5 separate regions of the Mus musculus genome follow, and regions 2, 3, 4 and 5 are each linked to region 1. The links are chromatin contacts, called in public ChIA-PET and promoter capture Hi-C maps. All regions are on one chromosome and are shown on one strand. Each heading gives the region's core, a stretch centred on a gene start, on an enhancer-like site or on the middle of the called end of the contact. The rest is flanking DNA. Distances are from core to core; before and after follow the strand shown. Region 1 holds the start of Skp1 (S-phase kinase-associated protein 1). Region 2 holds the start of Sec24a (Sec24 related gene family, member A (S. cerevisiae)). Region 3 overlaps Sar1b (secretion associated Ras related GTPase 1B). Region 4 has its middle 4.7 kb from the start of Gm39820. Region 5 has its middle 25 kb from the start of Gm26061.

Region 1 (4,986 bases), core at 1,848-4,347:
GTGGTGGTTCATGCCTTTACCCTAACCCAGCACTGGGAGGCAGAGGCAGGAAGACTTCTATAAATTGAGGCCAGCCTGGTCTACAGAGAAAGTTCCAGGACAGCCAAGGCTGCACAGAGAAACTCTAACAAAACAAACAAAAAACTCTTCTAAAATGCATTTAGAGCCAGGAGTGGTGGCACAGGCCTTTAATCCCAGCTCTTAGAAGGCAGAGGCAGACAGAGGCCAGCATGGTCTAAATAGCTACATACAGGATAGCCAGGACTACACAGACAGACCTTGTCTCCACAAAAGCAAACTACAAAAATGCATTTAAGTCATAGTGGCAGGCACCTATAAAGCCAGTACTTGAGACACAGGAATTCAGACATCAGGCACACAGCCAAGTTCAAATCCAGCCTAGGTTATGTAAGAATCTGTCTCCAAAAACAAAAACACCCACCAAATATAAATTAATTTAAAATGGCATGGTAGTAGTGTATGCCTTTAATTCCAGCACTTGGGAGTCAAGACACAGGTGCATCTCTTTGAGTTCAAGGCCAGTCTACAGAGTGAGTTCCAGGACAGCCAGGGCTATACAGAGAAAAGTCCTGTAATGCCCAGCTTTTAGATGCCCGAGTGAGGATCATAATTTCAAGGACTAAGTAACATAATGAGGTCAAGCCAGCTTTGGTGGAACTCAGTAAGAGTCTGCTTAAAATGAAATACAAAAGAGGCTGGAGATATAGCTCCTTAGTATAATGCCTAACACGTATAAAGCTCTATTTCAATCTGCAACACCGCCCTCTCCCCCTCTCCCCAAAAGGTGAGCCAAGCAAGTACATCCCATAATCCCAACAGTTTGCCAAATAGAAGGATCAGGAGTTTATGACCATCTTCTTGACACATAGGAAAATAAATTTAAGGTTAGCCTGGTTTTCTTGGCCCCGTCTCAAAAACTAAACTCAACAAATCCCCCCAAAAACAAAAATCCAAAACCTTATCAACTGAGATATAAAATGAGTCATCAGGGAAAAAAAAAAAGCCAAATAAAAACAAATCAGTATTAATACTAAAAGCTCTAAGCCAGCAATTTCTTATCATCAGATTTCCCCCTCATCCCTTCAAAAGAGGATTAATTCAAGACCTCTTTAAAATTCACAAGCAACTTTTTTTCTGATAGTTTTTGTTTTGTTTTTTGAGATAGGGTTCCTCTGTATTACCCTGGCTGTCCTGGAACTTAAGACTAGTCTTGAACTCAGCCATAAACCTGCCGCTGCCTCCAGTGCTGGGACTAAAGGTGGGCACCAAAATCCCTACCTCACATGCAACTAGGCAGGTCTGTGCTTCTAAGGAAGATACAAGCCTTCAATGTTACTCTAAAGGTACTTCTTAAGCATTTCTGGATCTGAGTTGTATTACTAACGCGATTTTTCACAAAAGTACAGGGTTTAGCATTTAAAATAACTACTACACCTATTTTAGGGTCAAACACTTAAGACTCAGCACATCTCCTAAAATATTCATTCAGCTTTCTGAGACACTTGTCCCCAATTCCTCAAGTAAACAAGCTTCAAGAAAGGGGGTTGGGAGAGGTAAAGCTTGTTTTACAATCATCCATTGAAATACCCAGCTCCCACTCATCCATGGTTGAAGAGACTCAAGAGTTCACTTTTCAACTAACAAACATGTCTGCAGAACAGAGAAGTCAGAGCAGCAGACCCTCCCTATGATAAGGCAACAATAAAAGTTAAAATAGGCCAGTTTTTAATAGCAAGACACTGTGTTCTTTTTATGATCTCTAGTACTACAATGAGCATTCCAGAACAAGTCTATGTAGTTGATAAAATTATTTTAAAAGACCACCCCGTATTTCCTTGAAATAATTCACAATAAATAAAGATGTGCTTAGTCATAGTCAAATTTAGGTATTAGGTTACTTGCAAGGGAGCCAGGATCTTATTAAATGACAGGGAGGCAATCGGTTAATCTGTAATTCAACGCACTCTGTAATCCTAGACTTCACTTTTGTTGTTGTGTTGGAATTAAGTGCAAAATTTTTAAGTAATAATGTATGAGGTTTCGATTTGATATGCTTTCAAAAAACCCTTCTTCAGTTCTCTAAGCTCCTAGACTTGGAAATTAATCATCCAAGTCTAGCATGAGAATTCTAGTATACCAGACTTTAAAAACAAACCTGTTTTAAGTGACTCGAAATTCTGACACTTGTTACTACACTGCAGGACGGAAGAGACTGCATTGTTCTATGCCACAATACAGTCTACTGTAACATTCTGCTGAAAAACTGAGTCTCCAAACCTGAGGACTCCGTGAAAAAGTGAACCAGAAGGCAGGTTTTAGCACTATCCCTTAAAAAACCCAAACACCTCAGGTTTTAGCGTCAAATGCCACACACCTCAGACGACAGTGTCTATTACAGTAACAAGTTCAGAGACTGCAGAACGTGACAAAACGCAAAGAAACATTGGGAGTCTGTTACCTGCATATTCGGTGGTTAAAAAGGTGAGACCAATAAGGAGCTAATTGACGCCAGATACAGGAGAAAAGGGAGGGAGCCAAGAATCAAATGGCAACGACAGCCACCACCTGGAACGGCCCAGGACCCCTACTCAAAGCCTCGCTGCCCACCCGGCCTGGAGCGCGGAGCAGCAAGCCTGTCGCTAAGGCAGGCCCGGTACGAAGCCTGGGCCTTCCAGTCGCGTTTGGGGCCGACTGACGTCGCCTGCAAAGCGGCAGGCCTGCCACAGGGCTCGACTCTCTTCCCTGAGCGAGCGCCGAAAGGATGGGAGACCCTTGAAGGCCTGACTCGGCCTCCTCGTGCCTCCCGCGGTCCGGGGGTCTGCAACGGGCCGCACGGCGCCTCAGGATACGAGGCCAGGTCGCCTCGCCGCCTCGTGCACTCCACAGCCAACGCGAGGCTCCCACCCAGCCCCTCCCTCGAGGAACGTGTCCGGCTCGCGGGTTGCTACTCACGGTGCTCCGTCTCAAGACCGCAGGCCCGAGGCTGCCGGACAGAGTTCACAACCACAACGAAGTATCGAGAACAAGGCCACTCGAGCGGCGCCGCGCGGCGTCGCCTTTTATAGCAGCGGGACGCAGGCGCCGAGGACCCCGAGCCCGTGACGTCACACAGCCGGCCGGGCTGGCCGTTGAGATCGCCTGACGGCAGTCGAAACACAGGCGGCAGACCCTGAGCGCCGCAGAGGTCTCCTGGAGAGGTGCTGAGCGGCGGCGGGTGGAGGGGTGGCTGGGCAAGAGAGGGACGTCCTCCTTACTCCGCTGGCCTAAACAGCGCCATGCTCTCCTTCAAAGCGGACTCCGGCACCGGCTGGGAAACCATCTCGACCCGAAGGGTCTTTCAGGCATGGGCTGTCTTAAACGGCTTGAAAGACCCCAGTCCTGGAAAAGCCTGGAAACAACAAACCGCAAAACCGGTTGTGGGTGTGTGTTTTCCTTAAAGGAGTCGCCTCAGCCTGACCACCGTTACTCTCCTAATAACCTAAGGAAATAGAATTGAGTTTGCTGACCAGGGGTTCAGGAGTTGAACCTTCTCTACTGATACTGAATTAAATATATATATATATATACATGTATGCCATGTTGAGACAAAGGTGTTTCTTTAACCTAGGCGGCTTAGAATTCTTAAATACTCCTGACATGGTACACCTGCTTATTTGATTTTTAAAGTTTTATTTTCTTTGCATTTTAAGACGGGACCCTGTTTGGCACAGAGTAGCTGTAAATTCAGTATGTTGACCAGGTTGGTCTAAAATTCATGATCTCCTTCCACCTGCGCTGGGGTCACAGGCATTTTCACCACATATATACTTGCCTGAAACTCTTGTTGTTTTGTTTTGAGACAGGGTCTTACTATATAAGGCTTGGAGCTCGCTATTTAAACTCAGATCTGTCTGCCTCCCAATAGCCAGCTTGGAGATTCGAGGCTAGGACCACCCTGTTGGCTAATCTTCACCTTTATTTCCTACCTTTGAACTTTGAAGAGGCTTCCAGGCCCCCAAATAGCCATTGTTGGAGTGAAGCGCCAAGCCTGGAGAGAGTCAATGTGAATGTAGCATGGAGGTTACATTCTTTGGGTAACCATGCTCTAGGCCAATCTGTGAGGCCAGTGCTGGGGATCCATCCAGCAATGAACGGGGACAGTCAGGCTCAACCTGAACAGGCTATGCTGTACAGGCGGCTCAAAGAAGGCTGTGATAAGGTCGCTAGAATGAAACAGCTTTGAAGTAAAGGGAGAGGCCTGAAAGCACCCATCTGGCCTCAGCCCAGCCAGGAAGAGGGCAATTGCCTGCCCTGCCCTGCCCTGCCCTGCTGTGTCTAGGGAGCATCACTAGCCCCACCAAGGCGCCAGGCTCACCTAACCAGTGAGCACATGATTGGTATTCCTGGCACCACGAAGACAAAAGACTTTTCCACACAGGGCCTCCTAAAGAAACCAGAGACTACAGCTTCTCTAGGACAAGACTGGGCAGAGAGACCAAGCAATGGGTTGAATTACCAGGTCTTTGTCTGCTGGTATCCAATGTCTGCCAGGTGCCAGAGTCGATGACAGAAGATGAAAGACCCACAGTTCTCAGGCTTTTTATCTGCAGCGCTGCCTGCCCTTCACAGCTCCGGCTTCGGGCCTCCTAGGGAAGGCCCACTAGAGAGCCTTTTCCTCCACGTGCCATAAACTCGGTGGGCTCCTTAAACAGTCCTGGGTCATACAGCGAGCCTAAGAAGCCAGCACACTGCATGGCACAAAGTATATGGTTTTCCCCAGAGGTCTGAGAGCCTCCAGTAACGGAATTAACAAATGCTTAGAGCAGAAAATGGAGATTTGGGTGCTGGAACAAAGCTTAGCGTGCCCAGGCCCCTGAGTTCAATCCTTGCCATGCTCAGACTATTTAAGGTGCACGATAGTTCACAAAAGATGCACAAGAAATCCTTTGCCTAAAGAAATGGAACTAGCAGCTGGGGCAAACGTAG
Region 2 (4,986 bases), core at 678-3,177, 480 kb after region 1:
ATAGATGTTCTTAAGTGAAAGTTTGATTAAAAGTCATCTTCAGCCAGGAGTAGTGGCGCGTGCCTTTAATCCTAGCACTCAGGAGGCAGAGGCAGGTAGATCTCTATGAGTTCGAGGCCAACCTGGTCTACAAGGCAGTACCAAGATGAGAAACTGTCTCTAAAACACAAAGCAAAACAAACCAAAGAGTTTCATCTTCATCCTAAAGAAGCCTACCTGGATCTTGTAATAAGGAGTGGGGGCGTGGAGAGACGGCTGGTAGTGAAGAGCACCGGCTGTGCTCCCAGAGGACTAGGGTTCCTTTGCTATCACTCACATCATGGCGGTCACAACTGTCAACTCCAGTGCTGGGGGATGCAGTGCCCCCTTCTGACCTCTGTGTGGGCACTGCATACACATGGTGTAAAATACTTTTTTTTTCTTTTCTTTTCTTTCTTTTTTTTTTTGGTTTTTCAAGACAGGGTTTCTCTGTGTAGCCCTGGCTGTTCTGGAACTCACTCTGTAGACCAGGCTGGCCTCGAACTCAGAAATCCACCTGTCTCTGCCTCTCAAATGCCGGGATTAAAGGTGTGTGCCACCATCGACCAGCGTGTAAATACTTCTATGTAGGTACCCATACATACAGAAAACAAACTTTAAAACAATAAAACAATCTTTTTTTTTAATTGTTTAATTCCACTCAGAGCAAATATATTTTAGTATGGTTTTGAGGTAACTATTAATGAAATCAAGGTTAGGGTAAATTTGTATATGTGGTTACTGCTTGCTTCTTGGGTCTGACAGTAGTTTTAGATTGTGCTCTTTTTCTGTAATACTTCGTAGCCAGCATTAGATAGTAAATGAGTTTGGTAAGATGTACTTTCGCCCGAGGTTGTGAAACTCATGGCATAATACGTTTCAATCAGCAGCACACATCTGTGAAGGACTTTGTCATCTGCTTGGAGCAGGTAAAACCAAAGTAGCTAAAGATCACACTGATATCACTAAGTATGTTGCATAACCAACCAGTTTCTACTTCTCTTTGGTCTTACAAGTCAGAAAGTCTGTTTGGGGGTAAAAATAAAAGCAACCCACAAGCTACTTGCCCAGAAAGGACATTTGAATTATTCGACTTAATGTAAACTCTCATAATGTAAACTGCCTTTAATTCTTTTGAACTCAGGGCTTCTTCCTACAAGGTTAGGGAAACTCTTTATGAGTGACCTACATATCTAACCCCTTTTAAAGAAACTGAGTCCTGGTAAATTGCCCAGGCTGGTCTTGAATTCAAGATCTTCCTGCCTCACTTTTCTGTATCCAGAACTATAGGAGTACGATACCATTACAATTACCATTTTAAATGTTATTTAGTCCGGGGCCTCAGTATTTTTTTTTTTTTCGGGACAGGGTTTCTCTGATTAGCCCTGATTGTCCTGGAACTCACTCTGTGGACCAGGCTGGCCTCGAACTCAAAAATTCGCCTGCCTCTGCCTCCTGAGAGCTGGGACTAAAGGCGTGCGCCACCACGCCCGGCTTGGAGCCTCAGTATTAACTAAATACTTGTTATTATAGAAGTTGCCTAGCTCAGTGTAAACTAAGGGCTTCCCTAGGACATTGGACTCCATTGTCAACACTGGGATAGGAGAGGGATGGATTCCCGATCCATGTGTGGTGGATGTACTTCGGAGTGACTATGCTACCAACAGGCTAACGTCAAAATTAATCTTAATCCTCCAGTTGAAAAGAAGAGCTTCCTCCTTAACGTCATCAGACATTTTAACCTTGACCCAGCATCTTCACTCCAGCCCTGGCTGACCTGACTAGGCCGCCTTCGAACTTAGAACACTTCTGCCTCGACCTCCTGATTGCCGCCATGTCCCGCCCATGACACTTTGACAAACACACGTAATTGAACACCTCTTTTTAAAATTCTCTTGCACTCTACAGCTGGCATAGCATCGGCTGGGCCACCAGCGGTAGCCGAGGACATCGGTCGTCTCAGGTAATCCTCAGAGAATCCCGGAAGAGGAGCCGGGTCTCTCCTGTCCCACCCAATCGATTCTAAAAATCCGCACCACCCCTGGGACTGTCAGCAAGGTGACGTTCTCCACGCCGGGTATTTTCGCAGTGGTGACACAGGCTACTTCCGGCGGGCGGCGGGAGTCCGTGACGTGGCAGGCGAGTCCGTGCACGGTCCTCCGGGCCCGGACACGGGACTGTCAGGTGCCCTCGGGGCAGCTCCCCGGGGACAGAGAGCACGGCCGCAGCCTCCAGCCGGAACCGGAAGTGCCACGTGTCCCCACTGTGCCTGCGCGGCCGGCGGCTCCGCCCAGGGCCTCCCTCCTCTCCGGGTTCGGCTGCTGCCTCCGAGCCCGGCGTTCCCAGCCCAGCCGGCCTGACTCCGGAGCCTCTCCGCGCCCTGGCCAGGTCGTGGCCGCCGGCGGGCAGAAGACACGGACACGCCATGCCTCTACTTTGACGTGCCACCCCGCGTGTTCCGCTTCTCCGGCCTCCAGGTCCCTGCCCTCGGTTTTCCTGTTGGAGCTCTTAGGCTGGGCGCTGCGGTCGACCCCGACGGCTCCGTCTTACCCTGAGATCCCCGGGCGCCATGGCCCAGCCCCGGATCCCCGCTGCCCGCGGTGCCGCAGCTAGCCTCCAGGCCCAGAACGGAGCCGCCTCAGCCTCGGGGTCTCCCTACACCAACGGTGAGTGCCGCACGGGGGCGGGGAGGGCGGCACAGCTCGGGCCAGGGACAAGTCCCAGCCAGGTCTACCGCGGGGAGTGGCGGATGACGGCCTGGACCCGGGAGCCGCGGTGGACATGCACCTGCAGATCCACGCTGGTGGGACAGTTTCATGTGTATTTATAGGTTCAGCCTGCAAACAGTAAGCACCTGCAGTATGCAACGTCTGAGATAAACAAGAGGTGAACAAGAATCGTAGACGAAATCAGTTCCCAGAACTGCCTTATGGAGGTCATAGTGTCTGGGTGTCATCACGCAATGCGCCACCTCAGTCCTGTGTCCTGGAGGGCAGGGTTCATCTCGGGTCCGCAGGCTCGAAGTGCAGGGGGGTGGCGGGTCAGTGCTTATTAATACTAATTTGCAGAGATGAATGAATGACTCCGTCTTTGACAGATCCCTTTAGGACTTGCTCATCTCTGCAGGGATCTTTCTTCAAGGATCTTCTTCCTACGACAGTCCTTGGGCCTCCTGTTTAGTTTTTCAGTTGTGGAAGAACCAAATAGATGGATGGCTAGGGCTTCGTTTCTAGGGCCCTCCTCTTCATTTAGAATGTAAGTTAGTCACAACTCTCTGAACCCTAGAGAGAGTACATCTGGCACTATAATTTATCATTTGGCGGGAGAATATCTTATAATTGGATATCTCTTCTAGGATTCCTGACGCCTTCCTACAGCGTGATTTGCTAAGCTTATTTTAATTGATATAATAAAGACTCATTTTCTGCCTACTTACAAATTAGCCTACAAATCTTTGCTTTATGGGAAGAAGACAGGGAGAATAATACTAAAGTACTTACTGTGCCCATTTAAAGTTGTAGAAAATAGCCAGTGACTAAAATTGCTGGTTACAATGTATTTAGAGAAGACTACTGTTTTCTTTACAAAGAATGTTCTTTGTAAGACTTAAAAATGTGGGTAGGCAGCTATGTGGGCAGGGCAAGAGAAGCTGAGAATCACTGACAGGTTTTCAACTTGAATTGTTTCTTGAGTTTATAGTAAGAGATTATGTAAACTACATTTTCTTCTGTGACATTGACATTTGCTGAGAAGATGCAATCATCCACTTTAAGGTGAAAACAACTGAAGATGTCGCCTGTGTGGGTTTTGCTTACGAATTGCACTTAAATCACAAAGTAAATGTGCCAGTAAGCTTACATGCAAGTAGAGCTGTGAGGACTTTGAAATGTTTTTGCAGGAATTGAATCAGTATGTTAGGCTCTGTTGGAGATATTCCATTGCTATTTATTTATTTATTTATTTATTGACACTGTCTCGCTCTTATCTCCAGTTGGCTTGAAACTTGTGGCAATTCTCCTGTCTCAGCTGCTCTAGTGCTTGCATTGCAGAGCTGGAATTTCCATAGCCCACTTACTTTGTTAATTTGGTCAAAGCCAAACATGCACCTGTTGCACATCTATGTTCTGACCTTGGGCATAAGAGTGCACTCCTGTCTGGGTTGCTTAGAGCTATTTGGGAATCCAGATATGGAATTGTGGTTCAGGATGGTAGCAGCTGTAAAAACTCCAATAAAAGGAGTAGAGATAAGACTGTAAGAATAAAGAGCTCGAGTTGACACTTTTGCTGTTCTTGGTTGTTAGGGTGATTTATTTTATTTTATTTTATTTTTACTTTTGAGGTTATCATATAACTGCATAATCTATGCCTTCCCCTTTCTCCTCGGTGTTTTATAATAACCTTCTTTAATTATTTTTGTTTTATTGAAGCAGGGTTTCTCTGTGTAGCAGCCTTGGCTGTCCCTGTAGACCAGGCTGGCCTGGAACTCAGATATTCACCTGCCTCTGCCTCCCAAGTGGTGAGATTAAAGGTGTGTGCCACTACTGCTTGGCTGTAATAACCATTTTAAAAGTTTTTTTGTGGTTTTGTTTTGAATTAAGGTCTTACTTTATAGCCCTGGCTGGCCTGAAACTTCCTATGAGATTCACCTGCCTCTGCTTTCCAAATGCTGGCATTAGAGACTTGTGCCATCAGAAGAAGCTCACCTCAATTTCTTCTAGTAGCTTTTCGTGTGTGTGTGTGTGTGTGTGTGTGTGTGTGTGTGTGTTGAGTGTGACAGGCTCTCACTATGAAGCCATTGGGGTTGGCCTGGAACTCACTGTGTAGGCCAAGCTGGCCTCAGATGCTCAGAGTTTCCTCCCTCTATCTGCTGAGAACTGGGATTGAAGGCGTACCCAGCCTATAGTGCCCATTTTTGAAGTGTGTTTTTAGTGGAAGTCTTGTCAGTCAGTGGCTGATTTCCTGTGTTAA
Region 3 (4,986 bases), core at 1,214-3,713, 450 kb after region 1:
TACTTCCTTCTGGAAGTGGTCACAAAGATGGCTGGACAACTGCTGAAGGGCTGGAATCCTGCGACGGCGGCAGGACTCAACAGGCATGCACACACATGCAGAGCACACTCTGGAGAGGGTGAGCTCGGTCTTCAGAGGTGCTCCTGTTAGCACTTCCTCACTAGCCACAGCCAGTGGACTCTACTCCCTCGCACTCTAACAGTCAGCACCAGCTCAGACCATCCCTGACCCAGTCAGGCGCTTCCTCAGACAAAGCTGAGAGTTGCTCTCCGACAACTCCAACTGCAACTATCATCAGGCTGCCCAGAGGGAGTTCACTGTGTTTAGTTTAATTATTCAACTTACATCAAGTTCTTCTTTTGATTCTAACAGCCTTTCATGGTCTGCACAATCCACAAGAAATACAATGCCATTGATAGCAGGAAGGTAGTTTTTCCATACTCTTCGGGCTAACAAAAACAATCAGGAGTTAGGATTTATGTGTTGGTCAAACCTAGCGGATGGTTTGATGGAAGAGTCCAACAAGGCCTCCAGTGTACTGGCGTCTCCCTTTGGCTGCTATTTTACTGTACAGCCAACTGCATTTTTTGCCAAAGACTTTAGTACCAAATCTTCCCCAGAAAACCAAAACAAATGTCAGACTCTCCGTGATTCGGGGCAATGAAATCCTTTACTCTTCCCCATTAAGAAATAGAGTTAGGAGCAGGAGAAATGGCTCGGTGCTTAAGAGTGCTTCCTGTTCTCCCAGAGGACCGCAGCTTGGTCCCCAAAACCCACATCAGGTGGATCACAACTGCCTGCAACTCCAGTTGCAGGGGAGGGGACCCAACACCCTCTTCTGCTTCCACAGGTGCCTGCACACAGGCTGCACACACATGTGTACACTCACAGACACAGTGACTCTCATTATTAAGGTCACTAGAAAACCACTATAAACTCTCATCAACTAATTTAAGCAGTGTGTGTGTGTGTGTGTGTAAGTGCAGTATTTTTTGACATTTCTCATTTCTGAAGTTTAAGTGGTAAGTATGAAATCAACAACAGATGGGTGTTAGTGCCAAGTACAAGCTTGGCAAGTTACAAACTGTTGTATTCAAAACAGGAAACAATTTTTTTTAAAGATTTATTTATTTTTATTATATATAAGTACACTGTAGCTGTCTTCAGACACTCCAGAAGAGGGAGTCAGATCTCATTATGGGTGGTTGTGAGCCACCATGTGGTTGTTGGGGTTTGAACTTCGGACCTTCAGAAGAGCAGTCGGGTGCTCTTACCCACTGAGCCATCTCACCAGCCCCAGAAAACAAATTTAATTAATGAAAATATTCTAAATAGTGCCACCAGCTAGGGACAAAATGGTCAACATATAGCCTTGTAAGAACATTTCTTCCTCAACTCTGAGAGCATTCAAATGGAGGCTGGAGCCATGGCTCCGTGCTTAAGTTGGATGCTCCTCCCTCCAGAGGACCAAGGCTTTGTCCCAGCACCCACTAGCTTTTCACAATCATCTCTAACTCTAGTCCCAGGGAATCCGATGCCCTCTTCTGACCCTGAGGGCACCAGGCACACGAGGTACACAGACAAGCATGTGTGAAAAATACTCAAGTAAGTAAATCTAAACAAAAAGCATTTTCTTTCAGTAGTAGAGAAACATTTCTCCACTGTCTTCAAGCTTACCTTGTTTCTCATGACAAATGTGCTGCTTCTCTGCTTTGATTTCTTATTTCTGTGTGTGAGAGTGGGGGGAAGCACGTGTGGAAGTCAGAAAACAAATGTTGGGCGTCTGCTCTCTCCTTATACTCAACTCGGCAGCAAGCGCCCACGGCTACTGAGCCACCTCCTGGCCTGATATGCTTTCCTCTCTCTTAGCTGCGATCTCTGCGGGCCCCATGTCTTTCTGCTTCCCTCCTCTAGGTGTTCTTCTCAGTTAATGGCCCGAGCACTTTCATTTCTGGGGCTTTAGTGTTGTTTGCATCACATTGTGCTTGGTATTCATCGAGCTCTTTGCATTTGAGAGGTGACAGTTTTCTTGGATTTATTGCACTTTTTATGCATAAGTGCTTGCCTGCATACGTGTCTATGCAGCGCATATGTGCCTGGGAGCCAAGAAGAACAAAAGGAGCTGGATTCCCTGGAACTGGAGCTATGGGTGGCTGTGAATCTCCATGTGGTTGCTAAGACTTGAACCTAGGTCCTCTGCAAGAGCAACAAGCATTCTCAACCACTAAGCCGTCTCTCCAGCCCTAAGTTTCCATTTTCATCAGAGTGGAAAAACTGGGATCTGATATCTCACTTATTTTTTTCTATCCCTTTCCTGGGGAATTCCTGGTACACATGCATTTTACCCCAGCTTTTTAAATGTTTTTATTTTATGTGTATGAGTTGTGCTGGTATGTATGTGTGTCTGTCCACGTGCATGCAGTCCCCACAGAGGCCAGCAGAGGGCATCAGATCCCCTGGAACTGGAGTTACAGAAGGTTGGGAGGCATCACGTAAGTGAGAGAATTAAAGCCGGTCAGTGCATTCAGTGCTCTTAACCACTCTGCCCGCTCTCCAGCCCATTCTTCAGGTTCTTAAAATGTAGGTCAAGAAAAATCTGATAACAGTCAAAGGTTTCTGAATGTTCAAGAACAAAAACAAACTAAAAAACCGGAGCGCCTTGATTCTGGTGTGTCTCCGGCACTGCTGGCTCACGTGCGTCTGTTGCAGCACTTGGCTTCCCCGCAGTCTTGGTGCAACCACATGAACATGTACTGGGCACATCACACCACACAGCTCCAAGCAACACTGCTTCAGATGCCCTGGCTCGGATTCCCGACTACCATGTGAGGAACTGCAAGGTCTTAGCTGTGCAGACAGTTTTCTGTTCTTCTAGAAACATAACGGGCTGGAGAGGTGGCTCAGTGGTTAAGAGCACTGGCTGCTCTTCCAGGGAACCTGGATTGACTCAGTTTCCAGCACCCACACGGCAGTTCACAACTGTGTGTAATTCCAGTTCCAGAGGATCTGACACCCTCACATAGACATACATGTAGCCAAAATACTAATGCACATGAAATAAATTTATAAAAAAAGAAAGAAAGATATGGTTTAATTTCAGAAAGCAAAGACTTTCAATATTTTCCTACCACCGTTTCTCAGAATGTAAGTATCAAACTAATATAGCTCTGCATTGTACTGTTTTTGAATGACTTATTTTAAAAACTGTTGCTTAGGGCTGGCGAGATGGCTCAACGGGTAAAAGCACTGACTGCTCTTCTGAAGGTCCCGAGTTCAAATCCCAGCAACCACATGGTGGCTCACAACCACCCATAATGAGATCTGATGCCTTCTTCTGGTGTGTCTGAAGACAGCTACAGGGTGCTTACATATAATAAATAAATAAATCCAAAACAAAAAAACAAAAAACAAAAAAACCCTTTTACTTAAGTTGCTGATTGCGGTTGCATAAAAAGAGGGTAAAAATCATTAAATCATTAAACACCCAAACATATAAAAGTAAATAAATCTTAAAAAGAGAAAGAAAGAGCCAGGCCTGGCGTGGGTCTTGAGTTTGAGGCCAGTCTGATCTAGAGAGCGAGTTTCAGGACAGCCAAGGCTACACAGAGAAACCTTGTCTCAGAAAAAAAAGGGAATTTGAAAAATGTTACAGATTCTGTCTCACAGTAAAAATATTCAGCTATCATTTAATTCTTTATGTAAAAACAAGCAAATATAGCCATCTTATTAGTATGCAAATTTGCCTTAATCTTTAATAAGTGGTAAAATTATATGTATATATGTATCAAAGACTTTTTACAAATAATTCTTTGATTTTTTATTAAAAATTAATTAACTAAAGTCTATAAAAAAATCATGAAGGTAAAGCCGGGCGTGGTGGCACACGCCTTTAATCCCAGCACTCGGGAGGCAGAGGCAGGCGGATTTCTGAGTTCGAGGCCAGCCTGGTCTACAGTGTGAGTTCCAGGACAGCCAGGGCTACACAGAGAAACCCTGTCTCGAAAAACCAAAAAAAAAAAAAAAAAAAAATCAGGAAGGTAATTTTTTTTCTTGAGACAGGGTTTTGGAACAGGGACATCCTTGGCTGTCCTAGAACTCACTCTATAGAACAGGCTGCCCTCTGCCTCCTGAGTGCTAGGATTAAAGGTGGGCACCATCACCACAGGCTCAATTTTTATTCTTAAAAAATAAATTTTATTATTTTATGTGCATGCGTGTATTGCCTGCATGTATGTATGTATGTATGTATGTATGTATGTATGTATGTGTACTGTGTGTACCTGGTTCCTGTGGAAGTCAGAAGACACCAGAGCCCTTAGAACTGGAGCTAAAGACAGTTGTCAATTAGCCATGTGGGCCTCTGGAAGAATAACAAGTGCTCTTAACTCTCCAGCCTGAGAAAACAATTTTTAGACTACTCTGATGAGAAGTAACTAATGACTTGAGCTTTATGGCCTAGCTGAAAAATATTGTAGAGATGAAATTTCAAGCAAACTCCATTTGATTCTATATTTTATCTATGTATATTATTAGTAGTAGTATTACTAATGATGTACCTGTGAGTACAAGTGTGTGCGTGCAGAGCAACTTGTGGAGTTTAGAGGATAGCCCGTGAAGTCTGCTCTCTCCTTTCGCTGTGAATGCTGGAATTGAACTTGGTTTTCAGGTTTGCAAGGGAAGCACTCTGACCCACCAAGCCATCCTCCCAGCTCTAGATTCTAATTCTCTAATCTTTATACCCCAGAGATTAACACATGTGTCTTAAATGTGCTTTCACTAGCCACAGCCACTGAAAGTCTTTTCCAAATATATGTCACAGGCTTTAAAAATACCTTATTATTATTATTATTATTATTTATGGAGCTGGGAATGAAGCCCATGTGAGGTGGTATGCCCTCACACAGCATCAGCACTGTGGGTTGGCACCCCACACTAACACCAGGCTTTAGGGGGCCTTTAGGTCTGGAGCATTTGCTACTTGTGCTG
Region 4 (4,986 bases), core at 1,270-3,769, 360 kb after region 1:
GCTGCCTGGTTTCCCTCACCTCAAAGGCTGCTGATGTGGGTAAGCCCCACAGAAGAGCCCATTCCCAGCTCCAGCGACCGTTCTCCTTTAGGCCTAGGACCTGCTCCCAACAGCCTGACAGGCTCCTGAAGGGGAAATACCCAGCTATTCCCGGGGCCTAAGCCTTCTCGGGGTGACATTGACAGGCAGGTAAGGGACACGGTTGGGCCAAGGGTCTTTCAGCCGGCCTGTAATCCACCATAGTCCTGGTCTAGGTAGGGCCGAGGGGAACCTGTGGGTCTTTGAGTGGCTGGAGGAAGATGCTGGGAGGGACTTGGTGGGGTCCCGAAAACAAAAGCCCACCCAGCAGTCAGGAGTTGTGGCGTCCGGATAGCTTTGCTACTGTGTGCACCCTGTGGCGAAGACATCCAAGCCCAGGTGGGAAGTCTGGCAGAAAAGCGTTTAGGATCTGGGTGAGGGGCCAGATTCAAGGCTCTAAGGCCAGACTGGACATGGCACTCTATGAGACTGCAAGGAACAGTGTGAAGGACGCCCCACCTGAGCCCTGGGCAGTACATGAGGTGGGCCCTACACCAGAGGTGGCACCCACACAGTGATGTCAGTGTCTGAGGATTCCCTGAGAAGACAGGTTGCCAACTGTCTTAGGTATCGTTCTATTGCTGTGAAGGAAGAGACGCCATGATCACAGCAACTCTGATAAAGGAAATCATTTAATTGGTTCTGGCTTACAGTTCCTGAGGTTTAGTCCATTATTGTCATGGTAGGAAGCATGGCAGCCTGCAGGCAGACATAAATGGTGCTAGAGAAGGAGCTAAGAGTTCTACACCTGGATTGGCAGGCATCAGGAAGAGCAAGTGAGCCAACTAAGTCTGGCTTCTGAGACCTCACGGGCCCACCCCCTCCTGATAAACGTCCTTCAACAAAGCCACACCCACTCCAGCAAGGCCACACCTCCTAACAGCGCCACTTCCTATGGGCCTATGAGGCCATTCCTAGTTGCCAAGCCAGATATGATAATGAGTACCAGAAGGCTGAGGTCGGAGGATGGGCAGTATGAGGCCAGCCTGGGACACATCTGGCCCTGAGCTCTGTCCCTTCTGAGCCTTTGCTCACTGCTCTTGCTCAATTGTGTCCCACCCTACAAGAGGATGTACTGAAGTCCTAATCACTGGTACCTGCAAGGTGACCCTACGTGGAAGCCAATTTAATACAGTTAAATTAGATCATTAGAGTAGATGGGCCCCTATGTAGTATGACTGGCATCTTTATAAAAACAGGAAAATTGAAAGCTGAGTGTAGCGGTACAGTGCACCTGTTATGCCAGCACTCAGAAGTCTGAGGCAGGAGAATTGTAAGTTTAAAGGTAACCTGGGTTATACAGTATACATAGTAAGTTCAAGGCTAGCCTGGGTTACAAATGAAATACAGTTCACTGGGCGGGGGGTGGGGGGGGAAGAAGTTTTGGGGGAGGGGGAGGGGGAGGGGTAAGGAGGTGAAGAGAGAGAAAGGAGAGCATGAGGTGAGAGAAAGGGGAAGGAAGAGATGAGGAGGGGAGAAAGAAAGGCATGGAAAAATTGAGTATGAGGGAGGATGATTTGGGTAATACACAGAAGAAGAGGAGGGAGAAGAGGAGGAGGAGGAGGAAACAGCATGTGAAGACACAGAGACACATAAGCAGGCACAGAGGAGACAGCGTGTGGTGGTGAAGGCAGAAACCACAGAGATGTGGCCACAGGCCAGAGAATGCTTGAAGCAACCAGAAGCTGGAAGAGCCAGAAGCACCCTCCCCTGAGGAAGGCATTAGAAGGAAGAGGTCTTGTCAACACTGATTTCTGGCTTCCAGATTCCAGAGAATAAATTTCTGTGACTAACTCTTCCTTTTGTTGGTTCTTCATGGCATCTGCCTTATGAAGGTAACATACCCAAGCTGCCTCTGCCTCCCGCAGTGAACCCCTACCCTGCCCTTTGGCAGGTTCTCTTACTGACCATCCCCACCTGCCCCACACATCCTCCCCTATGCACCCCAACTCTGAGCCCCTCCTGCTCAGTAAGTCTGTAGACTTGGTGGGTATATTGGTCTCATTGAGACTGCAGGCCCTTGGAGGGCAGGCTCTGACCTGCAGTAAGATGTGTGAGTGATACTCAGCACACAGTAGGTGGATAAATACCCCCACAGTAGGTGGGTAGTGAGCCCTGTGAGTCCACTGTAAGCACCATCTACATGGGCAGAGCCTGCTCAAGCGTGGGTTAGGGACACAACAGTCTCTTCAGAGGGCTTCTGGCACCATCTACACAAGCCATCCTCAGCTCTTCCACTCCCGGGTTCCCTCCTGGACCTGTGTGACTCTGAGGAACTTGGGGAATTCCTAACCTCCCCTTTCAACTGAGCCCTTGGCTCTTGGAGTTAGCCACAACCTAACTACTCAGGTCCCTCCAACAAGGGGACTGTGTCTGTGGCTGGATGACTCATGCACACTGCTCCATCCCGCAATCTTGGGCGGGACTTGGGCTGGGGAGGATGCCAGCCAGCTCAGGCTAGGAGCTTGCATCCTGTTGCCCCAACCCAGCCCTACCAGAACAGAGTGTACTCAGAGCTCCAGGACAAAAATCTGGAAACAGAGAGCCGGCTCTCATTTGGACCGAGATCTGAGTGATGAAAAGAGCAGGCAGAGGAAACAGCAAGTTCAAAGTTCCTGAGGTGGGAATGCGCTTGACACAACGGAGACCTGAGAAGAACACAGCAAAGGCCGTGTTACATCTGTCTGTGACTCCAGCCCCCAAGGATCTGGTCAGGACAGACATAGGAGGACTCACCTGGATAATCCAGAGCCATGGCCCATCACAAGCTCCTTCTTTTTTTTTTTTTTTCTTTTTTTTTTTCTTTTTTTTTTTTTTTGCCCCAAGACAGGGTTTCTCTGTGTAGCCCTGGCTGTCTTGGAACTCACTCTGTAGACCAAACTGGCCTGTGAACTCACAGAGATCCTCCTGCCTCTGCCTCCCGAGTACAAGGGTTAAAAGCCTGAGCCACTACCACTGCCCAGCCTAACTAAGCTCCTTAACTTTTTAAGAGTTATTTTTCTTTCTTATGTATGTGTATATGGGGGAGGGGATGCACAAGGGCATGGGGGGGGGGGGGTCCCTGCAGAAGTCAGAAGAGGGTGCCAGATCCCTGGGAGCTGGAATTAAAGTCAGTCATGAAACATCCAAGATGGACACTGGGAACTGAACTTGGGTCCTCTGCGAGAGGAGTAATGGTCTTAACTGCTGAGCCATCTCTAGGCCCAATGTCTGGTTTTGTTTTGTTTTGTTTTGTTTTGTTTTGTTTTGTTTTGTATTTGGGGGTTTTTGTTTGTCTGTTTGGTTGGTTTGTTTGGTTTTTCTTGAGACAGGGTTTCTCTGTATAGCCCTGGCTGTCCTGGAACTCACTCTATAGACTAGGCTGGCCTCGAACTCAGAAATCCTCCTGCCTCTGCCTCCCAAGTGCTGAGATTAAAGGCCCGTGCCACCACTGCCCGACGCCAATGTCTGTATTTTATTCATCTCTGCAGAATCTCTTTTGTCTCCTAACGGAACATCATCCCAGATTCTGGGAAGTACACTGAAGACAATGGGGTGGGTGTTGTTTCTCTCCTATGCCCTTTACATCCTCCCTACCTATTCAGATGTAACCATGATCTACCAGCTCATCACAGGCCACAGCTTAAACCTCCCTCCCCTTTGTCACATCTCCACCATCAACCACACCCTTCCATCTTTCTCTTCATCTGACACATATCTTCCAACCCTTCAGTCATCTAATAAGCAGACTTTAAAAGGTCAGTTGAGGGGCTGGAGAGACAGCTCCGTGGTTAAGAGCCCTAGCTGCTCTTGCAGAGACCCTGTTTTCCGTTCCCGGGAGCCATGTGGTGGCTCACACCCATTCATAACTCCAGTTCAAGGGATCCAATGTCATCTCCAGATCTCCTTAAGCACCAGGGACTCCTGTGGTTCACACAGAATCACAACCCTTGTGCATGTCAAATAAAAATTAAATCTTTTTAAAAGTGCCTTTACCTCTTGGACCTCAGGGTCCCTTGACACACTGTCATTGTCAGCCCATGCGTGCATTTAACTTCGTCACCTTCATAAGGACTCTTTCCTTCTTACTTGTTTGGTGACATGTGGGTCTTGCTACATAAGCCGTGCTGACCTCAAACTCACACATTTGAGGAGCCACCCTGCCTCAACCTCCCAAGCTCTGGGATTAGAGAGATGCCCCACCAACCCTGCGGGGACCATTCTTCTCTAGACTCACTCCAGGCTGCTCTAGCTGCGTCTTACTTACTATGCATAAATAATGCAGACTCTCTGGAACTGGATGTTGATTTTAGATTAAAAACGTGGGTTTAAAACGTATATCTGCTAGGCAAGCACCGTGTGCATCAAATCACAAAGCCTCAAGTTAGATGGAAATTATTTTTAGGTTGTCTGGGAAAATAGCTCAAAAGACGGAGACTCCAGAGACATGGCCTTAGGCTTGTGTGGGCATGTGCTGATAAAGGGCAGACACAGATGCATATGTACGAGTACTCTCCCCCTTCCCTCAGCCCCCACACAAGCATCTCCTTGTTGGCTTCCCTTCTCTTCCCCTCCCCTCCCCACCCATCATCCGAACAGAGCAGACACGTGTGAGCAGCAACTTATGTCCTACCTCATCTTGTATCCTGTTTCCCTTTCTTCTTCTCTTTCAAATAAACAGGGAGGCGCACACCATACATACATGCCAAGACGTTTATGTGGAGGTCCTAGGACAACTTGAGTGAACCAGTTCTCTCCTACCAAATAGGTCCTTGGATTTTAACTCAAGTCATTGGGCTTGGCAGAGGGTTCCTACTGAGCCATCCCTCAGGCCTCTGGTACCTGCTTCCCTTAAGGAATGCTTGTCTATCAGGGACTGGACACAAATATCTACCAGCTTTTGCTTAAGTTCCAAGAGCAAGTGGAGAT
Region 5 (4,986 bases), core at 1,538-4,037, 290 kb after region 1:
TGTGTCTGATGACAGCTACAGTGTACTCATATACATAAAATAAATAAATATGTTTTAAAATTAATTTAAAAATAAAACAAGGAGCTGGAGAGATGGCCTAGTGGCTAGGAGTACCAGCTGCTCTTCCAGAGGACCCAGATTTAACTCCCAGAATACACGTGGCAGCTCACACAATAGTCTGTAACTCTAGTTCCAGGGGAATCTCACACTCTCTTCTGATCTCTTGTAGTACTAGGCATACAAGTGGTATACAGACATACATGCAGGCAGAACACATAAAAATAAAATCTTTTAAAAATCAGCGGGGCATGGTGGCGCATGCCTTTAATCCCAGCACTTGGGAGGCAGAGGCAGGCAGATTTCTGAGTTCGAGGCCAGCCTGGTCTACAAAGTGAGTTCCAGGACAGCCAGGGCTATACAGAGAAACCCTGTCTCAAAAAACAAACAAACAAAAACAAAAAACAAAAAAAACTTTTAAAAATCAAAATATAAATAAATATAACAAGTCAAATCAAACAGCAGAGACAAAAAGCTTATCAGCTTGTCTAATGAAGAAAGTTCTCGAAGGAAGGTTTCAACTTTCTTTTTTTAAACTAGGTCTCTCTATCACCCTATGTCAGCCTAGCTGGCCTGGATCTTGTTATGTAGACCAGGCTGAAGTCACAGATATTCACCTGCCTCAGCTTCCTAAGTGCTAGGATGAAAAATGGCACCACCACCCGTGACTTAGTGTATCTCTATCCTTACAAACCAAAATAAACAACCTTGTAGGTTGGTTAAGGAAGACTGAGGAAAAGGAAGTGCTTGGAGCCATTCCCAGCCGATGACCCACCCGCGAGCGCAGATGCCAGCGCATATCTGGACTATCATGTAAGTCAGAAGGAAGACACAACTCAGTCAACAAATATTTGGTGTACCTCCTCGGAAGTGTGCTGTTGTGCAAGCAGTGGCTTGGCAGTGATTCTTCGGTTCAGCTGCAAGCTGTTCAGAGCAGGATGCCTTTCAAGAGGAGGAGGGGCAGGTGGAATCATATTCCCACTCCTGTGTGATCCTCCGTGGGGTGTTCCCCACGCTGGGCTGAGCTGCGGAGGCCAGTACTGAGCAGTGAGGAATTCCTGGCATCACGGTAGCTCATTCAGCAGGCTTACTGTCAGTGGACAGCTCCGGAACCTCTCCCCAGACGGCAAGCAGCCTCCTGGGACTGCCTTGGCTGAGTTGGAGCACATTATCAAGATGTAGTTTTGCCTATTTGGTACACTTTTCCCTTAAAAATTCACAAGATTTTAGACCTGGTTGTCGTGCCTTGAGACAGGGTCTCTCAGAATCAGTCTCTGCTTCCCTGTAGAGCCATAACCAGCTTTCTTCAAGGGTGCTGAAGAGTCAAACCCAGGTCCCCATGATTGAAGGGCACATCCTCTTACCCATAAAACCATCTCCTTAATCTCTTGTTCTTAGCTTTTAAGACAAGGTCTCATGTATCCTAGGATGGCCTGGAACTCACTCTATATCAGAAGATGGCCTTGGACTTCTGACACTCCTGCCTTTAAAGTGTTGGAAGTACAGGCACACTCTCCGTGCCCGGTTTTAGGCAGTGCTAGGGAATGGAGCCCAGGACTTTGTGTGCACTAGGCAAGCACTCTACCTAAGCTACACCCCAGTTGTTTTGGAGACAGGGCTTTACAACATAGTTTAGACTGGCCTCCGGCTCCTTACTCTCTTGTTTCTGCTGCCCAAGTACGAGGAATGCAGGCAGATGCAGGAATGTACACAGCTACAGATGTAAAAGTAAATAAATAAGTAAACTGGCCATCCTCTTAGAAACGCTGAGGGTTCCCCATGCCGTGGGCAGGAGGATAGCTGAGAAGACAACCTGTTAAAGGCACTTGCAGTTGTATACAGTTAGAAGTTTAGAGTGACGGTGATCCAATGTAAATAGGAAGCAGAGAGACAGAAAGGACATGCGCTTCGAGAGGCATGTGTGTAGGTACATGCATGAGTGCACAGGCACAGAACAAGTAAGTAAATACAAATGCAATTTTAAAAATCTGCTGGAGAGATGGCTCAGTGGATCAAACACTTGCTGTGCAAACATGAGGACTTGAGCTCGGATTCCTAGAATCTTCACCCCGCCCGCCCGCAGTTACAGTAGTAGCATGGCCATTTGATCCCAGTGCTCCTACAGTGAGATGTGAGGGAGCGACAGAGGATTCCCCAGACCAGGTGGCAAGGGCTGCACAGAGAAACCCTGTCTCAAGGGAGGAAAGAAGAGTCTGCACAGCTTCCCAGGCCAGCAAGGGTGAGTATGCAAAGGGGAACAAAAGACCCGCATGTCTCAAACACGGAAAGGAAGGGCTAACGAATACCCAAGACTGTGCTGGCACCTCCACAGGTGTGCCGTGGTATGCACGCGCCCAAATCCACACACGCATGCATGCATATGCATATATCACATGCAAACACACACACTCACTCACACATACACACTCACAAGCATACACACACACACACACAGTAGCCTATGCTTATGTTCCTAGTCAGGAGGATCTGAAACTCAAGGTAGGCCATTCTCAGTTAGAGAGTGAGCTCCAGGCCAGCCCAGGCTCCAGAGGCCTGGTCTCCTGGCTTGGGCTTGGGGGGAGGTTTAGTAGTAGAACATTTGCCTAAATTACCCAAGGCTCTGCTTCCATTCCTATCTGCAAAAGAAAAGAGCATTTCAGTAGCTCCAAACAGGACCAAACATCTCTGACCTCACACTTCCTGTAGCTCAAGAAGCGGAAGTGACTTAGCTACATGGTTCGAGAGGCTTCAGGCAGGATGTCAGTGGGGCTGTGGTCACCTGAAGGCTTGAGCAGGGTAGTTGTAACACGATGAGAAGTTGACCTTTGGTATTGGCAGGAAGCATGGGTTCCCTACTGTGACCTTAATCCATGCGTTCACTTCCGTGAATCCAAAGCAGGGCCCCTGGCCTTTCCTGACCTAGAGCTTGCAACCCTAGAGAAAGCAAAGCACAATTAATGTTCCTATGAGACACTGTGGCAGAAGTAACACGCCTCACTTTCTACGGCTGCATCTCTGTGATATCTCAGGTTGTAGGTTACACAGGCCAGTCCTACTTAATGGAAGGGAGAAAGGAACAAGAAAGAATATTGGAACTGGGCATTGAGGGTCGCTGGAAGCCATCTTAGAAAATGGCAACCATATTTGCTGTCCTTAAAAAAAGAAGCCTTGAGTTCCAAGATGGCTGCTCTAATTCCAGCTGTCAGTTAGAGACAATGCTTTGTGGTTAAGGTGAACAAAAAGAAAGGAGACAGGGCATACTTTTCTTCCCCTAAGGATGCTTTCTAGATGTTGGACACAACATTCCTCATGTATCTTATTAATCAGAACTTGTTCACATAGCTGCAAAGGAGGCTGGCAAATTTAGTATTTATTCTGGGAGTGTCTGTGTTTGCTCATGCATACACTGAAGGACAAGTGTCAGTCTCTGCCACATTGATAAGGTTGGTGTATGGGGGACATAGAGGACATCACAGACCTTGGGTTTCTGTCTAGATTAGAATTTATGAGCTATCTTGGCTGGTGTGTGTGTGTGTGTGTGTGTGTGTGTGTGTGTGTGTGTGTGTGTGTTATTGGGAAGTACATATTAATAACTCATGATTCAAAAATTCATAAATGTAAAAAGAAAATTGTTCTGAGAGGAGCTGAAGAGACAAATGAGCATTAAAAACAAAGTCAGGGGAGGGCAAGATGGCTCAGAGGATAAAGGTAATTACTGAAAAGTCTGAGGACCTGAGTTCAATCCCTGAGACCCACATGGTGGAAGGATAGAATTGACTTCTACAAATTATCCTTAGACTTCCAAATGGGTGTTATGGCATGTACACACACACACATGAGTGCGCGCACTAAATGAAAACATCAAGACACACCCACTTCTTGAAGCCCAGCCAAGGGTGGTCCTGAAAATGAAGCAGACTCCCTATCTGCACATCACGAGGCCTGGTGAGAGCAGCTTCCTTCTATATGCACAACTGCAGGTTTAAACAAATTGCTGCTGAGTAACGGTCTAAAGGCAGAGGCACAGATGGGCTATTCCACCAGCTGTGTTTTGAAAACGATCATATGATTCCTGATCAATGAACCGAAGAGACTGAATGCAGGCGAGCTCAGAGGAGCAGTGGTATTGCCCTGAGACCTCCTGGAGTCCGCAGCCAGGGTTCTAGCAGCCTGACTCAGCTGGAAAGGGTGTAATACACCAAGGCCTGACCACACAAAAGATGAGCTCTTTGTCTCCCAGGAGGCTGGAGGAGGGCCAGGTTCTGGCTTTACTGAGTGGCCAGTGACAGGGAACCCTGGCCTTAGAAGAAGGCAAAATCTGCAAACAGAATAGCAGGTTCCTGACGAGGCCCTTCTAGTGGGGATGGCTGGTTGTCCTGCTGTGGGCAGCATAGATATTGGGGCCTAACTGAAGATGAGGGTAAAGAGGTTGGACGGAGTGAAGTCTGTGGGATTTGTGGCATGGAAGGTAGTGTGGGGTGTTCTACCTACCTGGTTGTGCCCATGATTAGGGGAGGTGGCCCAAGTGGATGAGGTCTTGGGTCCTGCATCCCTGAGCTGGCCATCTTTGTCAGATCCTGTGTTCCTCTGCTTGCTTGAGCCAAACTTACATTTCCCAACACATTGGGCTGACAGTCACCACAGCCAGCATTCTCCCAAACTTTCTCCTTTGTCTTGCTCAGTGTCCAGTGTTCACCAAGACTTGGAGGACCTCTGCAGACTTCTCATTAGACTCACCTTTCAAGAGAGAGACCTACAGCGTCTGGAGCTGAAACTCAGTTGGTGGAGGGCTTGCTTCACATGCAATGTACCCAAGTTCTGGGTTCTTTTCCAAGCTCCACATGAATGGGGTGCATGCTTGTAATCCCAGCACTCAGGAGCTGCATGTAGGAGTGTCTGAAAGCCAAGGCATCCTTGGCTACATAGCAA

Evidence for each region. Promoter capture Hi-C pulls out the DNA fragments that hold promoters and counts their contacts. ChIA-PET counts read pairs in DNA pulled down with a chosen protein or histone mark.
Region 2: a contact with region 1 is called in an RNA polymerase II ChIA-PET map of memory CD8 T cells, with 658 read pairs. The contact joins the promoter of Sec24a here to the promoter of Skp1 in region 1. A contact is called at or near these places in 14 of 39 promoter capture datasets (the 3T3-L1 cell line, 3T3-L1-derived adipocytes, the C10 cell line and 9 more), 1 of 484 Hi-C or Micro-C datasets (nephron progenitors), 20 of 115 datasets of contacts at active chromatin or transcription factors (the 230-238 cell line, the NIH/3T3 cell line, T-cell acute lymphoblastic leukemia and 16 more) and 3 of 9 other capture datasets (adipose tissue, liver and pancreatic islet).
Region 3: a promoter capture Hi-C map of embryonic stem cells shows a contact between it and region 1, with 2.4 times the contacts expected there. The contact joins the enhancer-like site here to the promoter of Skp1 in region 1. A contact is called at or near these places in 23 of 39 promoter capture datasets (the 3T3-L1 cell line, 3T3-L1-derived adipocytes, the C10 cell line and 14 more), 2 of 15 datasets of contacts at CTCF or cohesin (embryonic stem cells and pro-B cells), 9 of 115 datasets of contacts at active chromatin or transcription factors (the NIH/3T3 cell line, cardiomyocytes, double positive thymocytes and 6 more) and 5 of 9 other capture datasets (adipose tissue, embryonic stem cells, liver and 2 more).
Region 4: an RNA polymerase II ChIA-PET map of memory CD8 T cells shows a contact between it and region 1, with 84 read pairs. The contact joins the enhancer-like site here to the promoter of Skp1 in region 1. A contact is called at or near these places in 10 of 39 promoter capture datasets (the 3T3-L1 cell line, 3T3-L1-derived adipocytes, the C10 cell line and 6 more), 7 of 115 datasets of contacts at active chromatin or transcription factors (the SCID.adh cell line, double positive thymocytes, effector CD8 T cells and 4 more) and 2 of 9 other capture datasets (adipose tissue and liver).
Region 5: an RNA polymerase II ChIA-PET map of memory CD8 T cells shows a contact between it and region 1, with 202 read pairs. The contact joins the enhancer-like site here to the promoter of Skp1 in region 1. A contact is called at or near these places in 4 of 39 promoter capture datasets (3T3-L1-derived adipocytes, the C10 cell line, neutrophils and 1 more), 1 of 484 Hi-C or Micro-C datasets (B cells), 5 of 115 datasets of contacts at active chromatin or transcription factors (double positive thymocytes, effector CD8 T cells, embryonic limb bud and 2 more) and 1 of 9 other capture datasets (liver).

What each region holds. Positions count from the first base shown.
Region 1 is chr11:52,230,106-52,235,091 of GRCm38.p6, reverse strand. It overlaps Skp1 (S-phase kinase-associated protein 1), which reads right to left and starts at 3,097. Exons shown (of 6, transcript NM_011543.4): 1 at 2,974-3,097.
Region 2 is chr11:51,753,775-51,758,760 of GRCm38.p6, reverse strand. Sec24a (Sec24 related gene family, member A (S. cerevisiae)) reads left to right here and starts at 1,927. Exons shown (of 23, transcript NM_175255.3): 1 at 1,927-2,684. The coding sequence starts at 2,588.
Region 3 is chr11:51,783,613-51,788,598 of GRCm38.p6, reverse strand. It overlaps Sar1b (secretion associated Ras related GTPase 1B), which reads right to left. Exons shown (of 7, transcript NM_025535.2): 5 at 346-449. Among named protein-coding and RNA genes, the nearest start is that of Sar1b, 22 kb to the right of the region's middle. Within about 2 kb of position 2,463, at least 5 of the 459 cell types and tissues checked have an H3K27ac peak or open chromatin away from gene starts, as enhancers often do. A contact at or near this core is called in embryonic stem cells, where this site is marked.
Region 4 is chr11:51,871,979-51,876,964 of GRCm38.p6, reverse strand. No RefSeq gene overlaps it. Among named protein-coding and RNA genes, the nearest start is that of Gm39820, 4.7 kb to the right of the region's middle. Within about 2 kb of position 2,519, at least 205 of the 459 cell types and tissues checked have an H3K27ac peak or open chromatin away from gene starts, as enhancers often do. A contact at or near this core is called in 3T3-L1-derived adipocytes, the SCID.adh cell line, the SN4741 cell line and 5 more, where this site is marked.
Region 5 is chr11:51,936,737-51,941,722 of GRCm38.p6, reverse strand. No RefSeq gene overlaps it. Among named protein-coding and RNA genes, the nearest start is that of Gm26061, 25 kb to the left of the region's middle. Within about 2 kb of position 2,787, at least 129 of the 459 cell types and tissues checked have an H3K27ac peak or open chromatin away from gene starts, as enhancers often do. A contact at or near this core is called in B cells, double positive thymocytes, effector CD8 T cells and 3 more, where this site is marked.